Regions from separate parts of the Rattus norvegicus genome. Here region 2 is linked to region 1. The links are chromatin contacts, called in public Hi-C maps. All regions are on one chromosome and are shown on one strand. Each heading gives the region's core, a stretch centred on a gene start, on an enhancer-like site or on the middle of the called end of the contact. The rest is flanking DNA. Distances are from core to core; before and after follow the strand shown.

Region 1 (7,666 bases), core at 3,747-6,246:
CCCCCATTGCCGCCCTCCCCCCAACAGTCTAGTTCACTGGGGGTTCAGTCTTAGCAGGACCCAGGGCTTCCCCTTCCACTGGTGCTCTTACTAGGATATTCATTGCTACCTATGAGGTCAGAGTCCAGGGTCAGTCCATGTATAGTCTTTAGGTAGTGGCTTAGTCCCTGGAAGCTCTGGTTGCTTGGCATTGTTGTACATATGGGGTCTCGAGCCCCTTCAAGCTCTTCCAGTTCTTTCTCTGATTCCTTCAACGGGGGTCCTATTCTCAGTTCAGTGGTTTGCTGCTGGCATTCGCCCCTGTATTTGCTGTATTCTGGCTGTGTCTCTCAGGAGAGATCTACATCCGGCTCCTGTCAGTCTGCACTTCTTTGCTTCATCCATCTTGTCTAATTGGATGGCTGTATATGTATGGGCCACATGTGGGGCAGGCTCTGAATGGGTGTTCCTTCAGTCTCTGTTTTAATCTTTGCCTCTCTCTTCCCTGCCAAGGGTATTCTTGTTCCCCTTTTAGAGAAGGAGTGAAGCATTCACATTTTGATCATCCGTCTTGAGTTTCATTTGTTCTAGGCATCTAGGGTAATTCAAGCATTTGGGCTAAAAGCCACTTATCAGTGAGTGCATACTATGTATGTCTTTCTGTGATTGGGTTAGCTCACTCAGGATGATATTTTCCAGTTCCAACCATTTGCCTACGAATTTCATAAAGCCGTTGTTTTTGATAGCTGAGTAATATTCCATTGTGTATATGTACCACATTTTCTGTATCCATTCCTCTGTTGAAGGGCATCTGGGTTCTTTCCAGCTTCTGGCTATTATAAATAAGGCTGCGATGAACATAGTGGAGCACGTGTCTTTTTTATATGTTGGGGCATCTTTTGGGTATATCCCCAAGAGAGGTATAGCTGGATCCTCAGGCAGTTCAATGTCCAATGTTACTTCCACCGTTTACCCACACATATGAACCTTGACTGGTAAACTGTATTGGGCATGGCCTGGAGTTGCAGGAAAAATAGGGACAAAATTCCAGTAGCATCCTCTGTGCAAAGTATGGTTGCGATTTTACCTTCATGTTTTCTGTGGGGGGAAAAAAAGCAAAAACAAAAGGGAGAAAAAGGAGAGAATATATTTGCCATGTCCTGGAATAGATTTCTGTTCTCCAAGAAACATGAACAGATTTCATTAGTTTTTTTCAAAGGACAATTATACCTTTTCAGAGGGTAAAGAAACAACCCCAAATCCATCAGTTCCACAATAAGAACAACAGAAAGGCATTTTGTAGATAACAACTGACAACTCTTTATGCTTCGAGCACTTTTGTTCCATGAATAAAGGTCTAAACTAACTTACTTATATCCATATGGACAACTCAAGATAGATACATTAAAATCGACATTTACAAAGTGGTATATTAAAGAAGGCATTACATTATGGAAAAAAGATACCGAGATAGCACTCACTTGCCCCTTTAATATTCACAAGTTGTGAATTATTTTAGAAACAGTGATGGAAACAAGAGTTCAGATTTATTTGAAGAAGCCCATGTTGCATAAATTTATCATAACAGATAACCTAAGCAGCTTTTTGTAGAGACCTAATTTAAGAACAGATTAGAACAACATGTATATTATTATGTATGAAAATGCTGATCTATCAGATATATAACATGTATATATACTCACACATATGTTCAAGTGTACATATGTAATGCATGCTTAATGTATATTACAGTAAATGTGTGCTTTACATATGCAATGATTTAAAATGTATAGAATAAAATGCAAAAGTACCTTTTAAGTAAATTAAAATGATTTTCTAAGAATACATGCAGTGCAAATTTTATAAAAAAATGCATGTGTTTTTTATCTTTCATTTATGTCTTGTTTTTATACACTGAATGTTAGATATTTTATCTTTTATTTTTCCACCTGGACTCAACTTATTCTCCTGTAATAGAATACCCTGGTACAATAGGAAAAGCAAAAGCTTATCTGATGTTAGTAGCAATAGCTTATCTCTCTCAGCTGAGGAAGTAAATGAAAATTCAGAACGTCTGTGGAAAATATTAGATATGTGTTTATATACATCCCAAATAATCAGTGATCATTAGCTACTCTGAGGAGAGAGCATGTCTTGGATTAAGTAGCTTTTCACCAAATGAGGGAAATAGAGAAACATTGAACTGAGAGAAGTCAACCTTCAGTACCCAAGCAGTTAAAGAAGGAACGCAGCTGAGAAATACACCACGTAACATACTGAGTGAAAGGGACAAGTGTGTGAACAGAAAACCCTCAAACTCTCTCTCTCTCTCTCTCTCTCTCTCTCTCTCTCTCTCACACACACACACACACACACACACACACACACACACACACATGATGATCAAATAAGTAAGATTTTTTTAACACAATAGTAATCAGAAAAAATCTGAAAGCAACCTGGGATTTTTTTTTTTTGTTGTTGTTGTTGTTGTTGAAATAATGGCAGTGCATTGTTAATCATTTTTGAGATTTATTTTTGTTTAAGTTTGTGGCTGCTCTGTCTGCATTTATAGCTGTGTACCATGTACATGTAGTGCCCACAGAGGCCAGAAGAGGGTACCAGCTCCCCTGGAACAGGAGTTAAAAGCTGTTTAGTCATCAGCTGAGTACTAGGAACTAAACCTGGGTCCTGACCTGGAGGAGCAGACTGTACTCTAACCCACGGAGCCATTTTTCTAGACCTATTTGAGAGACCATGAATGAAAAAGTCTAGTCACATGCAAGTTGTGTCTTGGTCCTTCTGAAAAGTGTTTTGCTGGTATCCTATTAAGTTAACAATGTTATGCTGCGCTGATTCCAGTGCGTGTGGCCTTCATAGAGCACCAATGTGCATGCTAAAAATACCTAAGTATCAGTTCCAGCATGACTTACAATATTAATAAAACCTAGAAATCACAAAATACTGTGTAGCTGTGCGAAGAATTACACAGATTTATAGGCTCGGATACAAAAATTTTCTGTCTCATAAATACATAAAAATCAAGTTACAGAAATATATATGAAATTAAGATGTTTAAAAACATATATGCGTGTGAAAATACATATAAGGCACAGATGATGGTAGCATAAAAATGACTCCTGGGGAACGGAATAATTTGGAGCAAGTGGGAGCTCCTGGGAGATGTCATGTTTTACATTGAATTTGGGCAAGAGCTAGTCTGTTTGAAACTGTTGAATTGCTTCACCTTGTCAACTTTTAGTGGAAAAAGGCAAACACGTATGTACACGTTACCATGTACAAAAGTGTGTTCCACTTCAGGCAAGACTTTCTATCTAGTTGCAATGTGTTTCTAGAGACTGTGCCCAATGCCCAGGCAGACTCCCTTCTGCTTCCTATGCCTTTGCTATGGGACCATCCCTCATGCTGGAGCTTGTAAGGTATGTATAGAGTTCTGCCCATGTGTTAAGGAGGACCCACTTACAGGTCTGCTGGTATCTCCTGTCTAAATAAGGAAGGGTGCTTTCACACCTTGCTCTGACGCCCTTAGAAAAAAGTCAGATTCTCCCCCAAATCACAGAAGTGTGTGTGTGTGTGTGTGTGTGTGTGTGTGTGTTGTCGTCCATGGGAAGAAGTAAACTTGTATGGAATACCATTCTTCAAGTACAAGTACACTTAAATATCCATATATTAAAATGTACGTGCCATGCCCGTTTCCTTCTCCTACATAAAGGAGTCAGGCCCAGGCCGGTGTCTTTCTATTTGATCTTAATCCCTCTCCCCTTCAGCGTGGCCAGGAGCACCCCTCTCTTTGTAATAAATAGCTCGCAGAGCAAGACATTCAGTCTGTCCCCTTTGATCACCTCGGAGCTGTCAGCTTGTGCTGCTGTTTGGCTTCCAGCTCTTGTTCCTGCCTAAAAGTGGAAGTAATGCCCCCTGAAAGAAATACCCTAGGTGTCCTGCAAGGCTGCAATCTATTTCTTCTTTTGTTGCATACGCCCCCTGGGGCCCGCCCTCCCAGCTTGAACAAACTCCCCCCCACCCCCTCTATATCTTCGAAATTCTAGTTCCTTCTACAGACACTCTGCTGTGCTCCTGTGACCCCCTGGGCCAGACTGTCTGAGAAGCTACCACCCTGCCAGACGGGGGAGGCTCCTCCTGGCTCCTCCTCCTTCTGCCTGTCGCGGGCTCCGCAGAGCTCCGCACTGCAGGCTTTTGTGGTCACTGGTCCTCAGGTCTTCATCTGAGGCGGCTAGCACCATTTCCCTGTACCTCACCCAGTGGCTGATCTCCCCTAAAATGCCCCCGTTTCCCTGCATTCACTAGAGACTTGGGATTGCCCCGGAGGACTCCCTGGGTTGGCATTAGGGCCCCCAGCTCTGCAGTCAGCTTTTGAGATGTGGGGAGTGGCGCTGAGATCGGGCTCAGCTGCAAGCCTTTGCTGATGCCAGCAGTCAGGGCAGAGAACACATTTGCAAGCTCTGCTCCTGGTTTATTGCGGAGATTATAAGCAATCTGTCTCCTCTCTTATCATCGCGTCAGGCCTGTTGTATAGTTTGTAAATATTGCTCAAAGGAAATAATTTGCGAAGGTAAACAATTGGGAGAAAAGTATATGGACCGTGAGGTTTGTCTTTAATGTGTTTACAGGACAGGAAAGGGGTCTGGGATGAGAAAATTATGGGGTAGGATGGGGAGGGGAGGGGAGGGGAGAAGAGGGGAAGGTTGATGACCAGAATGCTGATGATTCTGTGATGGCGACATAACTAATTAACTGTAATGTCGCTTAAAAGCTTCTGGCTCTCCCTGACATTGCTCGAAAGTATGCATTATTTTAAAAAGAGAGCTAAGATGTAGGAGGGGGTTGAGTGGCTTTAAAATGACTGAATACCACTCATTGTGCTGGATTAAAAAAAAAAGGAAAGAAAACCGACAAACTGCAGTGGAAATAAATACAGCATTGCAGGCTGGTGTGAGGCCACAGCCAGGGAAGCGAGGGCTGCTAAGTGGAAAATTCCTGCAGAGGACGTGTTTCTGTTTCCAGTGGGAAGAAAGAGAGTGTTGTTGGGAGCGGGCAGTTCTTTAGAAAATACCAGTGCACCATGATGATGACCGAACGACCTAACTGAACTGGGAGAAATGAAGCAAACAAAACGCTTTACCTAGTGTACTGTATTCTTAGAGGCTGCTGCAGGCTCCCGGGAAAAGATTGGAATCTGGGTTCTCCCTTTCCCTGGGTCTAGACAGAAGGAAGGAATGAAGAGGCTATGGGAGCTGACAGCCTCTGAGAGGGGAAAGCCGAAAACTGGGGGCGCCTTTGCTCCTGAAATAGTCACATCCTCAGAGCCTGGGTCCTCGGGTCCTCAATACTGAAATGACACACCAGCTTTTCCTGGAGGATGCCAGCTGTAGGAGCATTCTTCTGTTAGAAAGATCCTTGGGTCTTGAGAGGACTTTCCCAGATGTGCAGCTTAGGGGGACTTCAGCGAGATGTCACTGCGATCCCTTCAGGGGTGGTTTAGATTGCATCCCTAGAATGCAAAGAGAGAACAGAGAGCAGGTCCTCAACCATCCCCACCCCACTCCCCACCTCCGTGAAAGTTCCGTGTTCGTTAGGACATTGTATCCCCACTAAGGCATCCTGGTACAGAGAAATCAAAGCCAAAAGGGACCCTTAGTTTTTTGTGTCTCTGCAAAGCGTCTGTCTGAAAGCAAAGGGGTCGGGAGGCTTGGGAAGCCTGCAGTGGGTACTCTGATTCAGGGATGCTCTATGCCAGAGAACTTTCATTTTCTCACAGCATCCCTTTCTCTGACACACAACATACTAACAAAATAATGAGAATCCATTTTTCCTTTAAAGGCTTTGTCATGAAGGGATGCATATGATGGTCTTTTACAGATAAGCTCATACTAGTCTCGGAATGTAATAAATCTGATTGATTCTGAAAACAGCTTGTGGGAAGTAACTTCCACTCACTTGTAATTAAAATGACATTGAATTTGCACAAACTTTCATGACTGATAGCACACTAGGATACCTCACCTCATTCCAGTGTCTCCAGACTTCATGTTTTCTTGGGTGTGAAAATTCAAGATGATGGTGGACTTTTATGTCTGAGAAGTCTACACCCCAAACAACATTTAGTTTGATGAGAATGAGACTGAGTCTGATTGCCAAGGTAATGCTAATAGGTAATTGAGAAAACTACAGAAGGGCAGTTAGTCATCATCGCCCGTTTAACATACAAATGTTCTTGTCTACTCTTAAAAACAACACGGATTTAGAAACCCTTGAGATAATGATAAATTCATCTTGTTCGATTCTGTGATTCTAAGATATTTACAGAGATGTAATATCGATGCGCATTTAAAACGCATTACTCTCATCATGTTTTAAAAATTTTTATTGATTCTTTGTGAGTTTCACATCATGGACCCCAGTCCACCTCATCTCCCTGCCCCCCCCCATATTCACCACTCACCCTTGCAACCTACCCCCAATGAACTCACACAAACAACAACAACAACAACAACAACAACAACAACAACAACAAAAGCCTAGAAAATATCTCATTGTGGGAGCTGTGGTATGTCACAGTGTGTTCCACAATACATCCCTCCGTCCACACCTCCTCACTTGCAAATGTCCATTTCGATGAGCCAGTGGTCTGATTCAAGATCCATTGCTTCTGTGAGACCATCAATACTGGATCCTCATTGGTTCTCCTCCCAGCTATCCTGACGTTGTCCTGTGTCATGGAGATCCTGCAGTTTTGGAACAGCAGGACCGGCCCTTTCACATGCCCCAACCATTCACAGATGATACACATTTTGAGATGGGCCATCTCAGAGGCCTGGATCTCCTGACCTGGGGAGAGCAGAGCTGGTCAGATCATGGGCTATCTCTCCCATATCCACACCACCAGGGCAAGCTCTTCAGCACTGCTCTGGCTAGGCCACCCAATACCCAATACTGCCCTCAGCAGGAACACGGTCACCTTTGGGGCTGACTTGTTTCAGTGCTACTAGGTCAGCTTTCCAGAGTGCTATTTCCAGTGAGGGGCCAGGGTTAGCTCTCCCATTCTCACGCACTGGAGTTGGTGGGGAGCTCCCAACTATGGGGAGAAAAGAGGGCATAACCCTCAGACCCACATCACCTCAGAAGAGTAGTGTGGCCAGCTATCCCATTCTTTGAACTTAGGGTCCACTTATTTGCACCCCATCTACCAGGGCCAACTCTCCTGAATGCTGCAGCTGGTGAAAGGTAGAAGAGCTTATGACCCTGTGAGCAGCTTTTCCAAGTGCCAGAGGTGAAGGGGCTAGAGCCCATAACACCCTATGGCAAGATCAGCTCTCCCACACTCATGCTCTGGAGTCATCCTGCCCCTGCAATCAGGACCAACGCCACTGTGCTGCCTGGGCCTGGTATAGGGGTCTGCTTCCCCCAAATGCTGTCAAGGGTGAGAGAAGGGGCCAGTTGTATATAGTCCCTGGACAACCAAGTGGTTCCCAGTGACTGCCCAGACTAGGGGCATCCCCATGTTCTCTAGTGGTAAAATGAGCTGCAGGAATTGGCACTGACCTCTGCCAAAGCTTAGCCATAGACTCAGACATGGCCTTCATGGGAATCTTGGACCGGGACCTCACCTGCTCATCCCAGGTGGCAGGGCTGGTCACTCACAAAAGGC
Region 2 (7,864 bases), core at 3,352-5,851, 800 kb after region 1:
AATTGAATTAGGAGCAATCTCCAGCTTCTCACTCTCAGAACAGAATAGAAAGTGGGATCTCCTTGGCCAGAGCTAATTGAAAAGTGGTTTCCTTTTCTAAAAGAAGCTTTAAAAATACAGCCTTTGGATCCCAGTGATAGGGGCCAGGCCCGGCTGTGCCTGGGCATCCAGGTGAGCGTCTGTATGTCAAGAGCACCGTCCACTGCACAGGGCAGTGAGGCAGCCATGTTTGGGATGTGTCTGGGTCTGGGTCAGTACTGACTCCCTGTGCAGGCAATCAGGCCCCTCCACCAGAGGCCTCGCCACATTCAGGGACAGGGTGCCAAGCAGTTGACACTTTCCCCCCTGGGCTCTGCCAGCCTCCGGGATGTCTCTCCATCTGCTTTTTAAATGTTTGTCCTCAAACCCTTCCTGAGTGCCATAGTTCCTGTCTTGTATTCACGAGGGAGTTGAGATATCCCTTCTCGGATCCGCTATTTTGACAGGTGCCTGCCTCCAGCAGACTGTCATCCGCTGAGAGTTATACACATCCTGGCCATGATACCTGACCTTGGAGGGTCTTTAAGGACTTGAGTTTCAGAAGCCTATTCCATATGCCTTCCAGTGTACTATAGCCTTTGCAGTCCTGTCCTTAGTTTTTAAAGACAAAGTTAAAGTATAAATATATAGAACACAAACATATGGTACCATCTTTGTAACTGAGTTATAAGTTGATGAAATAGAACTTTTAATAGGCATCTAATTGAATACTCTTTATATTTTTCATAACTTCTTTACTTTGGAGTCAATGAATTACTGTGCATTTTCACAGCCCTTTCAACACCCATTGTCCCCCAACACTGTTCCTGCAGGTGGAGAGCTAGGAGAAAGGCCAGGTTCATGCTTAATAAATATTTGTTCAATGACCAAGTGCCTGAGGGAAGGGATAAAAGAAGTAACACAAACAAGCAAATCGCTGGAACATGAAGTCTAGTACTGAAACATATCGAAAGATGCAGCCTCTATTTTATTTGATTTTACAGTCATGGGGAAGCTAAAAGGACATTCTGCAAACCATTCCAAATATAGTGAAGAGTGCCCTGGTGCGCGCCTGTAAGCCCAGCACTCGGGAGGCTGAGGCAGGAGGATCACGAGTTTCAGACTAGTCTGTTCTATACACAGAGACCCTCTGAACAGCAGTGGTGTTTCTGTGTCTGTCAATGGTCTCTCTCTCTAAGCACTGTCTGTTCTGCAACAGCTAAGACAGAATAGACTGCAGGATGCTGGGGGGCTCTTGTTTATGCCACACAATAGCTACCTTCAAGTCGTAATCAACTCTCTGCCTTTTGCTATAGTTTATTCTGATTTGCCTTACATTCGTGGAATAAATGTGACTCTTAGTAATATCTGAATATTCAAATAAGTTCCTTGGCAGAATCAAAGAGGCACTTTTTTTTTCTGCCTGTTTCTCTGCATAATTTAAAATTCTAGGCTTTTCACAGAATGTGACATCTTACTGAAAATTCCAAAGAATAGAGCTATGGGATTTGAACATGATGGGGAAAGGTCCATTTTATGGAAGAAGTATACAAAGAGATTCCTAGATACGAGGAAGGAAGGGAAACAGAGTCCATCCTCAGCATCATTTCGTGCCTTAAAGCAGGCCGTGGGTAGAAAAGGACGCTGGCAACCAAGTGGGGCATCTGTGGTGACTAAACTCAGCCTGCAGGACTGCTTCATGGTCCAAGGTTTTGGGTCAGGGCAGGAGAGGGGACTTTCCCTCCCTTCACAAAAATTCTTTGGGATTTGGTCATCCCGTGTATCTTTAGTAGTGGTACCACACAAGTAAGACAGGCTTGTTCCCTGGAGAAGGATGGACAGTCTCTGGTCTCACTGGGTCGGGCTCTTCTAGTAGATAATGTAATCTTAAGGGACTGGTGTCATACGTGTTGTCTATCACTGACTGCAGTGTTACATAGCACATAAGTGTGTGTGAGTGTGTGTGTGTGTGTGTGTGTGTGTATTGTGTATGTGTGAGTGTGTGTGTTCATAAAACGACCCTCAGATGATCTTTTTATAAACTCATCTAGACCATTTAATCAGTGACAGGGATCCCAAAGTGCACTCCCTCTCCCCCAGGGAGAGAGCGAGGTTTCCCTGGAATCACTAGGAGGCAGCCGTTACCCTAGAGCATCGCTGAGACCTTTTCTTGGCTAGAGTTGCTGGTGGCCATTGTGGGTGAGTGGCAGGGGAGAGGCCGGGCTCCACTCTCGGAGGGTGGTGACGTTGTTCTTGTTCTCTCTCTGTTTCACCCTCTCCTTTGCTTTGACGTTAACTCAAGCCTGTCTCCCATTTGAAGATTAGCGCTCAGTTACTAAGCTCGAAGCTCCAGCGCCCCAGGAGTGTTCTCAGAGACTGGTTTCTGGGACATGACCTCTCACACCCACTCTCCATGCGTCACCCCCATCAGCAGGGACTTCGCATTGTCCGAGTTGTTTTCTTGCAGAGATTTCCCTTCTCGCAAAGGCCGGGCCTTTGGTTGGCATTCATTTTTGCCATGTAAATGAGTAGCACCCCAATGGGATGAGCTCTGAGCCGCTTCTCTCACTGCAGAACTGAGCATCGTACTACCTTGCAGTGTCTCTCTGAGCTTGGGTGGACAACTGTAGACCCAATAAGTAATCATAGTCAGCCTGAGCCTGTGGCTTTGCCTTTTTACCCAACTAGCTGTCCACCCCTAGGAATTCCCATTTGGCACGTCTGGCCTACCTGTGGCAGAAGGGCCAGTCTATTTGAAGCAACAGAAGGTCTGGAGCCCTGGCTTGCCTCACAGAATTCTCTCAAGGCCACTTTCTTGCCCAGATTTGCAGCCTGGAGGTATGGCCAGTGCATTCTTCGTCCACAGATCCTTTGCACACAGTATGACTGCATGGATTTAAGTGATTAGGATTCTGGGCCTCCCAAATGTTGTGTTTGCAGCTCTAAGCATGCTTTGCTATCAATTAACAGACTGAAATTTAGTCTGGGATTACCTAGGCCTTTTGCTCCTGTGAACCAGAGGAAGAGAGAAATCAGTAAAGCTTGTTTGGTGGAAGGTTAACTGCTGCCATCCACACTTTTGAGCATCTGTAATCTGACCTCTGTTCTAACAGGTTATGGGTTACCTGAGCAAGACCCCTTAGGGACCCCTTCTCTTGAATCCTGGCTGAGAGGTGGCAGGGATGGGTGCTTGACTCGGGGAGCTGGTTTCACTTCAGACACTGTCAGAGCTGGCTATGTTCGTTAACTTCTGCCTCCACTTTATCGTCTGTAAGACAGAGGTGATCCTGGGTGGCCCCTCTGCTTTACTGAGCTCCAAAAGCTATAGATGCACCTAATAGTGCATGGGTCATAGAGCCTCGGATGGTGTTCTCCTGAAGTGTGATTACAGCGCTGTTCATCTTCCCTCAGATCCCCTGCCTCTTGCCTCATCTCTATCCCCTGGTTATACTTAAACCTAGAGTGCCCTCCCCCACCCCTGAGGGTAGGTACGCCAGACAGGGAAGGACGAGCATGCGAGCCTGCCTACTGGGTGACTTTGCTGACACAAGCTTGAGCTGTTCTGACATCCAGCAGCATTAAAGGCACTGTCCAGTGCTGTGACCATTTTAATAAATTATCAAGATTTATGACCCTTGACCACCTCATACTCCCTTCTGCCTTTCCCTCTTCGTCCTCATGCACTGGAGCGGACACTGACGAGCTCTCTGGAGTTCAATGCTCCTTCCGACTTAATTTCTTCTACAACTTCCATTTGTCTAAGAGGACAAAAAGCAACCCGCTGGACTCACACACGGGGCCGTTGTCTGTTTGGAAGGGAAGGGAGTGGGAAGAAGTATCCACTTGTGCCTAGGGGGAGCTGTCAGTACTGCGGGCAAAAGGACAAAGTCGGGCCCATCACAAGCATCTAGCATGTAGGCCCCTGGGCCCCGGGGCATGAAGGTGTTGCTACTCCTCAACCATGATTCTGCTGTTCTGCTCTGTCTCACTCCGAGGCTTCATTTTAGTGTGCCCCACCTGTCCTCTGGAAGATCCACCTCTTCTTCTAAGACCTCAAACAAGGTCACAGCGGGAGGCCTGGTGCTTGGTACAAGGCATGGGGTCCTGGAACCATCAGGCTGTGGCAAGTCTGCCTCCTGGCTCTCTGAGGCTCTAAAGTTGTGCCCTTTGCATTCGGGATGAGGTAGCCGAGCTACAGGGGTCAAGGACTGTCACTGGGCCTTACATCCCTGGGGTCTGGACTCTGCCTGCAGCTGATTCTGTTCATTTTCTCTTGTACTCGGTGTGATCTTGGCTTTGTGATTGCCTCAGCCTCCTCCTCTGTAAACAAGAATGGAAGTGTGCTTGCTCTGTTCTTCAGCTGTACGCATCCCCTGTGTGTCCAAAATAACCGACTGGAATTCATGACAATGTTGTTTTCAGATGTTTATAATCCCAAAGAGTCCCCTTCTGTCTTTTATAATAAAACGACTGGGGTGTAGGTGTTTTGTGTTGGAAAGGCTAGCCGGGCTCACAGCATGTCAGTTACAGAGCAGTGCATTATGTGTAATTTGTAGCCTGCCCCAGGAGCAATGGTGACCCTTGAGACATTGCCCTAGCCCTACAGCATAATTAACAAGATCAAATATATATAAAGAGCTGCTCCCCAATCAGGCCAAGACATCCATTGCTAGCCTCTTGAGGTTTAGCAGCTCGTGAATTAGTGCTGGGAACCACCCCATTGTTCTGAAGTTTATGTCTTGCCTTTAAAGTTAACATTTTTTTTTTCTGTGCTCCTGCAATAACACCATTGTAAGCATGAGGACTTCGCATTTTAGCATCAATTTGAACAATGTGGTTTTAAAAGAGTTCACCACATCAAAGCCAGGCTGTTTGGGCATGTTTTACAAATTCTTTCCTCTATAGTATTTAAAGCTACAAATGACTCATAGGCTCACATTCCATTTACATCAGTCATGTTGGCAGAGCTCCTCACTGGGGCTTTACTGCCCTTAGTCTTTGTGCCCTAAGAGAGCTATCTTGAAAACAGGTGTGGGCCTTCAGCCAAGTCAGATGCCCTTACCCGGCTGTCTTCAGATCCAAGAAATGCTGGGAAATGGTGCATTTACAGAAAAAAAAAATCAATTTTGTTCTTGTTTTCTTGTGCTTTCTTTCTTGAAGAAAGGCCTCGCTATGTCCTAGAACTTGGTCACAAAGTTGTAGTCCAGGCTGCCCTAGATCCCTCCCAAGCGCAGGTATGAAAGGTATCACCACCTTGCCTGGCCTCCTTGTTTTCTTTCTTTAACCCAAACTTTCTCTGTACCGATTGCCTCTCTCTTCTCCAGGCTCCCTCCTAGCACTCCACCGGTCCGAGTGGGGAAAGTTTCGGGCAAGGGAGCCTTATGCTCATGGTTTGAAAGCAGCAGAACAGTGGGCTGAGACCTGAGGCTGTATGAGGACTGTGAGACCATGTGTGTGAAAGTCACAGGGGTAGGATGGGAGGATGCTGAGGTAGAGGGTGTATCAAGGGTGTGGCAGACGTTGGCTTGTATGACTGGATGAATGGTGGAGGTGCATGTGTGTGTATGTGTATGTGTGTGTGAGAGAGACAGAGACAGAGACAGAGACAAACAAAGAAACAAAGAGACAGAAAAAAAAGAGACCTAGAGGGGGAAGGAGGGAGGGAGAGAGAAAACAAATGGAAGGGAGTTACCAGAGAAACAGACTCACTCACGAGTTTCCTTCAGGTTGGGTGCTAGACTCCTTTAATTCACTGGGTCTTTAGAATGCACTTGTGCGTTTCCTAGATTTCTCCATTGTACAAATAAGAAAGTCGAGGACCAGTACCAAGAACTTGTCTGAGAGCAAAGGAAAGCCCTCGCTCAAACTCAGCTGTCTCTCCACACTCACCGTGTGGGTCCGCACCACAGCTAAGAAGCCACAGAGCAAGTTCCAGTGCTTATTACTTCAGGTTTGGAGGTGACATTTGGATTCTGCTGGATGAAATGACTCGAAGAACAAAACAAGACAGCCATGCAGCCGGAACAGATTGCCGAGGGGATTAGGGCAGGGCCAAACTCTCAGCTCTTAGGAAAACCATGTCCTCTTTCCTGTCCTGAAATTCTGTAATGTTGATGATGTCCTAGATCCCACTCACAGAATCTCCTTTCCACACTCTCCAGTGTTCTATCTTTACTTTTAGATAGAATCATAATGTAAACCAGGGTGGCCTGGGGCTTTCTGTGTAGCCAAGGCTGACCTTTAACCTCTGTTTCTCCTGAGGTTAAGCATGTGCCATCAAATGTTATCAAATCTTTCTTTTTTTTCTTGAAACAGTAGAGAGGCCTCCCAGTCCTGGCCTTTTATAGGGCAAACCACATGTGTTTCCAAAACTGCTTAGAGGTAATTTTTCTTCTCTTCTTCTACCCTTTCAGCTGTCCAGGATGAGTCTGGTTCAGCATCTTAAGTTCTGTGTCTTCCCTTTCTGTTCATAATGTACTCTGTACTTTTCTAATCATGATGAGTAGGTGTTTAGGAGTAACTCCCTTGCATTGTTTGCTATCCCAATCATACAGAACACCTCAGAATCACTTCTGAGATTAATTCTCACCAGTCTGAGGCTATTAGAAGCAGGCTATTTTAAGAGCATTTAAATGTCCCTGAGACACCCCTGGGAGGATTTGTTTGTTGAAGGTGCCTTTAGTCTCAGGGCAGCCTCTTCTTATGTAAGTTAGTGAAGACACGCATGTAGAACACCTGCATGCAAACACAAGTGCATGCAAGAACATGCATGCATAGAGATGCACACAGATGCACAAGTCTTATTGCTCACAAGGTCAGAATTCTGGGTAGGAATGAGTTTATCAGACCTAGAAGACCACACAGAAAGTGGGAATTAGACTCAGGGTTAGATTCAATGCCATCACACTCAGAAACATATGCTTCTTCTAGGATAGTTTATCACATCCTAGAACTGGCTTCGGCCATCACCGTCTGGGCTGACTGACCCACATAGAGTGCCAGGGCTCTAGAGACCAAGGACAAGGCTTCTGTTCGTTCGTGTGTTTCTCCAGAGGGCCTCTCAGGCTACATAGCTCACAGCTTATCCATTTGGGTAGGAAACAGGGTTGGACTGTCCTCACCTTCCAAGTTATCTGCCAGGTCTTGCCACTCCAGAGTTGTAAACGTCACCCTTCCTCCAGAGTGCCTCCTCTGGCTGGGTTTCAGCTTCCTGACCTCCTGTCGTCTTTGCTTTTCTTTCTTTGCTGCTTTGGCCTGGCAAAGAATGAGTCTGTAAGATGAAAGCTGTTTTCTGTCTTGGATCTACCCTGGGCTGTCCTTCCTTAGAGCCGTTGGCCCAGGCCTGGGATTGACTGACATGGCCAGGGTTGCACCTGAAAGAGATGGATGCCCAGAGGGCTTTTAGCTTTAATGATGGATTTGAACTACAGCCTTGCTTCTCTGGTCCAGTGAGACTGTCAGAAACAATTTCCCAGGTCAGGGGTTATCTCCATAATTATACATTGATCTCAATACCTCTGGGCGTGTAGTTATACACTGCCCAGGCTTGTGGTCTTTGAAAAGTGTATAGCGTGACTATCTAAGGCCTTTAAGAGTGTGTATGTATATGTGTATATGTATACATATGTATATGTATGTATGACATGTCATCTGTCAGTCTGTTTCTTGCTCCTAAATGTGTCAAGAACTCTAGGGCCCAGGCAAATTCATGAGATAACACAATGAACTGTATTTCCAAAATCCGTGGCTTCCTGGCTTCCCCTGTTTGAGTTCCAAGAGCTAGCATGATTGAGCTCTAGGGTGGTCCCTTACCTAAGATGATAACCTCCCCATTGTGCCTATGGCA

The links. Hi-C and Micro-C count contacts between places; a contact is called where the count stands out from the background.
Region 2: a contact with region 1 is called in a Hi-C map of frontal cortex, with 1.7 times the contacts expected there. The contact joins two enhancer-like sites. A contact is called at or near these places in 1 of 12 Hi-C or Micro-C datasets (frontal cortex) and 1 of 1 datasets of contacts at active chromatin or transcription factors (oligodendrocytes).

Annotation. Positions count from the first base shown.
Region 1 is chr9:90,379,730-90,387,395 of GRCr8, forward strand. No RefSeq gene overlaps it. Among named protein-coding and RNA genes, the nearest start is that of Nyap2, 530 kb to the left of the region's middle. Within about 2 kb of position 4,997, at least 45 of the 93 cell types and tissues checked have an H3K27ac peak or open chromatin away from gene starts, as enhancers often do.
Region 2 is chr9:91,175,245-91,183,108 of GRCr8, forward strand. The region is part of intron 6 of Rhbdd1 (rhomboid domain containing 1); the gene reads left to right. Among named protein-coding and RNA genes, the nearest start is that of Rhbdd1, 78 kb to the left of the region's middle. Within about 2 kb of position 4,602, at least 7 of the 93 cell types and tissues checked have an H3K27ac peak or open chromatin away from gene starts, as enhancers often do.